Regions from separate parts of the Mus musculus genome. Here region 1 is linked to region 2. Evidence: chromatin contacts called from public Hi-C data. All regions are on one chromosome and are shown on one strand. The core of a region is the stretch at or near the end of the contact, and the rest is flanking DNA. Distances in the headings are between cores, read along the strand shown. Region 1 has its middle 130 kb from the start of Gm29960. Region 2 overlaps Gap43 (growth associated protein 43).

Evidence for each region. Hi-C and Micro-C count contacts between places; a contact is called where the count stands out from the background.
Region 1: a Hi-C map of the N1E-115 cell line shows a contact between it and region 2, with 2.2 times the contacts expected there. The contact joins two enhancer-like sites. A contact is called at or near these places in 1 of 484 Hi-C or Micro-C datasets (the N1E-115 cell line), 3 of 115 datasets of contacts at active chromatin or transcription factors (embryonic stem cells and neural tube) and 1 of 9 other capture datasets (embryonic stem cells).

Annotation. Positions count from the first base shown.
Region 1 is chr16:42,522,009-42,525,178 of GRCm38.p6, reverse strand. No RefSeq gene overlaps it. Among named protein-coding and RNA genes, the nearest start is that of Gm29960, 130 kb to the left of the region's middle. Within about 2 kb of position 1,263, at least 10 of the 459 cell types and tissues checked have an H3K27ac peak or open chromatin away from gene starts, as enhancers often do. A contact at or near this core is called in the N1E-115 cell line, where this site is marked.
Region 2 is chr16:42,267,682-42,271,055 of GRCm38.p6, reverse strand. All of the region lies in intron 2 of Gap43 (growth associated protein 43), which reads left to right. Among named protein-coding and RNA genes, the nearest start is that of Mir6540, 34 kb to the left of the region's middle. Within about 2 kb of position 1,560, at least 62 of the 459 cell types and tissues checked have an H3K27ac peak or open chromatin away from gene starts, as enhancers often do. A contact at or near this core is called in the N1E-115 cell line, where this site is marked.

The DNA of each region.
Region 1 (3,170 bases), core at 14-2,513, 250 kb before region 2:
GGCCTTGGGGAAGATAAGCAGTGCTCTATCTCTGCAGGACCCCTTCAACCTCTATTGTTTTTTCTTCTAGAGAACATCATTGTGATGACACTGGTTAATTAAGCTGGATAAGAAAGAAATGAGAAGCACTTTGGAGACCACAGTAAAATACATGTACTTCAAAGAATGAAAGATAAATGCCATGATTGTTCAGGAGTATAACATGTACTTTTAAGAAAGATAGTTATTTTCAACATGTTCAGATATTCATTTTTTTAAATAAGAGAATATTGCATTTCACATTTTCTACTTTTGAGGCCTCTGTGGTTTCTGAAAATAGCATATTTCATACTTGGCACAGGCCATAACCCATGCCCCAACCAACAGAGAAGATGACTAACTTTAATTAAAACTCTGAATAAGAAAAGGTTCTGTAGTTTGTCTGAAACATATGGTCTTGAAGAACTAATTCTATGTATGTATGATGTGAAAAGCTGTCTGAAGGTTTTGGAAAACCCCAGTAGGCAAATTACAGCACGAACTCCTAAGATTCTCAAGGTAAGACAATCTCTTCTACAGGAAAGAGCTGGAGTCCAACCTATTATTGGAAAATTATTCTGGCTATGTTACTGGGACTTGACAGAGAAAAATATCACTATCAATTGACCATGCATTTAAAAATTGTTCATGTGAGCCATCTGATACATTTAGTTATAAGGTTGTGCCAAACCAATAGCCACTCATTGTGAAATGGAAGGGCTATCAGTAGGCTTGCAAACAAGCAGAACAAGAAAACACATATAGGTGGCAGTTGCCACAGACTTCCATGATAGTTACTGTGTTACCTTCTTTCCCTCAGCCCACTCTTGGGGCCACATAAAGAACCTTCTCATCAATTGACAAAAGAGGAGGAAAAAGACTCTTTCATACATAGGTTGTCTGTGTATTTAGCTGTTAGCAGAGAAAGCACTTCTATAACTCTCTAGTCCCATATACTCCCAAGAACAATATCAGGAGGCCACAGGTGTCTCTCCTTTTTGAAAAATAAAAAGGAATCATTGGAGGTAAGAAAAAAAAGGAAATACAGGAAGTTCCCTACCGTTCAAATGGAGTTTAAATGCCTTAGGAGTTCATGATAATGCCCATTGGAGATAGTTCATCAAGGAAGAGACAGTAAGTAGCTAAGTAGACAAAATGACTCATCCATTTGATGTCACCCAGCCTCTATCATCGGTCACCACAGCATTGGCATAATGGATCCATTGTATAAATCCTTCCCAAGGATGACTCAATGGCATTGGCTCTCACTAACCAGCTGTTAATGCCACCTACACTGAGATGGGTCCAGGCCATCTCCCAGCCCTTGTCATTGTCCCACATATCAGTCCCCTAGACTCTACCTGATGAGAGACTCACAGACCTTTGCATCTGCTAACAGTGCAAATAATTACCGAGTCTCAGATGCTGTTTCATCTCTCAAGGACACTAAACAGCCAGAGAGGGGTAAGCTGATTATTTTGGAACTTATTTATCCCGGAAATGGCAGTGATTCATCCTGACCAGGAAAACACATATTCTGGTGTCAATTTCCTTTTCCTCACTGCTGGGTCTCATCCATCAGCACCATCAGAAGGTTTTGCAGAACATCTAGTTATGCCACACTCTTGAAACAGTTCAACGTGTGTGCAATACAGTATCAGTATATTTTTCTGACAGTGATTAGTATCCTAGTGACTTCAGTGAATACTGACTACATAGATATGCCCCCAGGAATCATTCTAAAGGAAGATTAGAAACCAAGATGGAAACTTTGGAACATAAATACAGAAGCATGGGAAGCAAAAGGGAAGGCATTGCAAAGCCATTGCTTTTTATTCTTTTCATTATTGAAGTGATTCTTCCACATTGCCAACTTGTCAATCATTTTTTAAAAATCTCACCATGCATCTTCTTATTAAATTTCTTGTGAGCTATCTTATCTTCATAAGCATGAAACAATTTATTTTGAACTATCTTATTCTTGTCTAAAACAAGTAGAAATGGACCATAGAACTTAGTTTTAACTTTAGTAGGTGACTGATCACTTGTTTCTCTTTGGGATCTTACAGGAGAAGTACTCACATCAGCACTGCATTAGTCAAGGTTCAGCCAGAGAATTAGAGCAGTAGTACGCCATACGAACACATTTAGCTCAATAGCTTTAGACTATTGGCTTGTAAGGGCCTGTGACACAAATCTGAGATTACTAAGGCTGGGTATATATCAAGAACAAGCTTGGAATTCTCAGATATGGGCTTTCCATCATGGTTGACAAACTGTTTGAGATATAAAGCTTAAAGAATGGTATGTCTTGTCTTAGGTTTCAGAGGTTTCAATGCATGTAAACCCTACTGCTTTGGACCTGTGGTAAGGCAACTATTAGGGAAAGAGTATGTGGAAAAACAGAGATACTCACCTCATGGTGGCCAGAAAGCAGAGAAACAGAGGGGCTAATGTCTCAACATCCACTTCAAGGCCCAAATCTCACTCAGCAGTCTCCACCTGTAGAGTTCCATCATTATCAAATAGTGCCATGGCTGATGTTAAAGTGTAGCACATGGGCCACTTGGGACCCGTTTTGTTTACTAGGAGAACATCTCCATCAGGGACGCTTTATCTCAATACTTAAGGTCTAGCTTGTAATCCTTCATCTACCCCAATCATGCAGAAAATATGAATTATAATATTTCTGTAGCCTACTTACCATATGCTTCAATCAAATAATCGGGGTTCTACTAGGGTTAAACTGGATAATTAGAGACTATGGCCAGGTGGATTTGATACATTAAAAGATCAACAAAAGCCCAGTGGAAGAAGTCCACTATACAAATACAGAATGGGCTTCTTATTAACAGCCATAGTGAGTAATTTTATTTCTCTAAGTTTCAGTTTCCTCTGGGAAAAGTAAGCAAATTTAATTGGCCAGTTTTCTAATTTGATGGGTGCTTATTTGTCCTAGTGCCAGTCACACATCATCCTAGCCACTGGCATTCATTTCATCAGTAAATATTGTCACTTTATCTTTAAACTATATTGTGAATACTACTATTGCTTAGTTTTATTATCCTGCTGCACAGACATATCTTGACTCATGCTAGTCCTAGCTATAGTGTGTCTCCTTCAGTGTCCAGTGGAAGCTAATCTTCATGTTT
Region 2 (3,374 bases), core at 311-2,810:
TTGAGTTCACAATTCAGGTAGTTTTATAATGGCTCAGAAGTTATGGCAAGACAGTTCCGTTCTTGACAACGGGCGCACATGGCCTAGACTATTCATATCCTGTGGACCAGTAAAGAGAGGGAGCAGACCAGGTACCACAGGCCAGCCCTCCTATAATTGTCAAAATCTTGTCTACAGTGACCTCCTATTTTCCAACAAGGCCCCGCCTCCTGAAGATTCTGCAGTTTCCTAAAATACTATTACCATCCGGGAAACAACTATTCCAGATGGACTCCTATGAGAGACATTTTAGATTCAACACATAAGTGTTGGTCATCATCTATAGATTAAGTTTAATGTTATCTATTAGCGATGCCTGATTAAAAAACACCTGTGAGCCGGGTGTGGTGGTGCACGCCTTTAATCCCAGCACTCGGGAGGCAGAGGCAGGCGGATTTCTGAGTTCGAGGCCAGCCTGGTCTACAAAGTGAGTTCCAGGACAGCCAGGGCTATACAGATAAACTCTGTCTCGAAAAACCAAAAAAAAAAACAAAAAAAACAAAAAAAAAAACCACCTGTGACCTAGAAAACAGCAGTGAACTCAGTGAGTGTTCCTTTAGATGTGGACTGTAGTTAGGAAAGGTGCCTGTGAAAAGACAGAACACTGAGGCCAACAATGAACCTCGTCTGTATGAGTTAGGGGTAAACTCTGATGAGCAAGGACTGTGGGTCGCATTTATGGGTGGCTGCATTTAGAGAGTGAAGAGATGTAGCCAGGGTGTGAATTGGGACGGAGAGGGTGATGGGAGAGGCAAGGGGTGAGAGCTTCAGTGCAACCTGAAAATCCCAATCCAATAGGAAGCTGTGACAGCAGGGACCAGGGCGCCAGCAAGGGACTGGAAAGCTCCCGAGTCTGTGGACCGAGACTTTCCCATGACAGTAGACTTCGTGTGAATAAGAGAACAAAATACCGTTGTGTGGTTAATAGTTTTGTCCTAAACTGGAAACCTATCATTCCTTAGTCAATTCTTGGCATAGTCACCACCTTCTCTTAGTCAAACTGCTGCCTAACCCTGACATATAATTTGGGTAAGTGGGAAGAATACAAGTGTGTGTGTGTGTGTGTGTGTGTGTGTGTGTGTGTGTGTGTGTGTAGAGCTGTGATTAACTGTCACTGCTGAGTACTTGAAATGTGGCAGCCATTCTTGGGGATTTCCTACCCCCAAGACTTGGGTTGATGCTTCTCCATTGAGTCTGTTGACTGTGGTAAGCATTGGCTCACTAAAGTACTTCGGCACTGGCAGGAGGTTGACAGGAATATAATCACTCCAGCTCAGCTATTTGTCTTTAGCAACCTGTGTCCTGACACCTGTTGGGAACAGCAGATTTATAGCTTGTCACCATGAGTAAGGTGTTTGAGAGAAACTGGAACGGGCTTAATGTTACCCTTTCACAAAATACTTTTGTTTTCCCTTATTGTGTCCCATGTTATTGTAACACCCTGTATCTATTCCATCTATCCCAACCCTTGTCTGCCTCTCCCCACCACCAAGCTCCCACCCAGATCTCCAGAGAATCACTGCTACTCAATCCATCAGCCAAAGTTAGTGGGTTCCCATGGCAACCAGGCAGCTGGTGTCTAGACACTCAGAGAGAAGCTTTGCAATTGAACTGCAAATCTAGATTCTAACACACCCTCTCCTCTCCCCCCCACCCCTTTCCTCCCATTTCCCTTTATTTACAACAGGCATTAGTGCCAACACTGGCTGAGGTTTCCTTTTGACAGACCATTAAAGGAAGGAGGGGGAAGAGAGAGCAGAGCTGGTGAGAAACCCAAATGTACTGTCTTGTCATGTCAGTTCAGTAAGAGGACAACTGAGCTGACAGGCTGATTGCATTTGCTCTTTTTTTTTTTTCTCACGAAGGATTTTATTTAATTAAAATATTTTAAATTAGAAAACAGTGCCACTAGTCCAATGGGAGATATAAGCATCTTTAAAAGCCAATAAAAGCCTTTTCAGGGTAAGGCTACAGCTGATACACAGGGGTGAGGCAGAAGTTTTCACTGGCAGCAGGCAATCAATATAATTTCTCTTTCTATGAGGCTCGGGGGGAATTACATGTCTTTGATATTATAGGAAAATACAAGAAAGAGCTTTAAGTGACACCTCATATCTATAAAAGTCAAGTTGAAATCTTTATTTCTCTTGAGGAAAAGAAAAGCTGTCCTTAACAACCAGGGTCTATTCTGGTTTTTAGTCTTTGTCGAATTCTCCTGTGTATATAAACATTTTACAAAGCACAAAAATTAGGCAAAAGTACTTTTTATAGGACAACTAGGAGTGAGTCTGAACACAGTCTAAGTATAAACAATGTCCAAATACAAAATGGACAGCTATGTCCTTAGCCCGGTTGCATAAACAATTAGGTTTTTGTACATGATATTCATTGAGGTGTCCAGTCATAAAACTACCCATCCTTGACATGACTCCAATGTGGAACAGTGTTGGGCTTCCTTGCATTCATCTCCACTTCACCAAACACAAACTCAAAGAAATAATTTCTGATTCTTCTGAGATGTCTCTGCATGTTTTCATGGTTGTGACCTGTCAATAATCCCTGAAACTCCCAGCAGTCTCTGGATAGAGAATGTTGATGCTCCATCAAATTTCTTTGTTCCCTTGAATGAAATGTATGAAAGGTATTTTCTCATATATTTTTATTCCATACTGTGTGTGTGTGTGTGTGTGTGTGTGTGTGTGTGTGTGTGTGTGTGTGTATCAACTGAATTTTGAGATTACCTTCTAAAATCTTATTTTTAAAAAAATCACCTAACTTAGAAAACAAAATTAGGGCTGAAGAAATAGCTTTGAGGGTAAAGAGAAATTGAAGTCCTGAGGTCAGATTTTCCAAATCAAACCAGACATACTAGTATGTGTCTGTAATATCTGAGCTCCTGTGACAGACGAGATGCAGAATAACAGACTCTCCAGCAACTTGCGTGACAGGTAGTCTGGTGTATGGAGTAGCAAGTAATGAGGAACCCAGTCTCAAACCAAGTGGCAGGCAAGAGCTGACACTTGAGGCTGCCCTATGACTTCATATGCACACTGTGAAATGTGTGTGTCTGCTTCTTCACCTCTCTGCCTCTGTCTCTGTCTCTGCCTCTGTCTCTGTCTCTCTCTTTGCTTCCCCCTCCCCTCCTCCCCATCTCAGAAACACACAAACACAAATATTCAAAGAGAATACAATTCATTAAACTGAGTTTTCCTTTATAACCTATCCCCTTTCCTAGTTTCCCCTCCAAAAATCTCCCATTCTCTCCCCCCTTCCCCTGCTCGCCAACCCACCCACTCCCATTCCTGGTCCTGGCATTCTCCTATACTGGGGCAGAG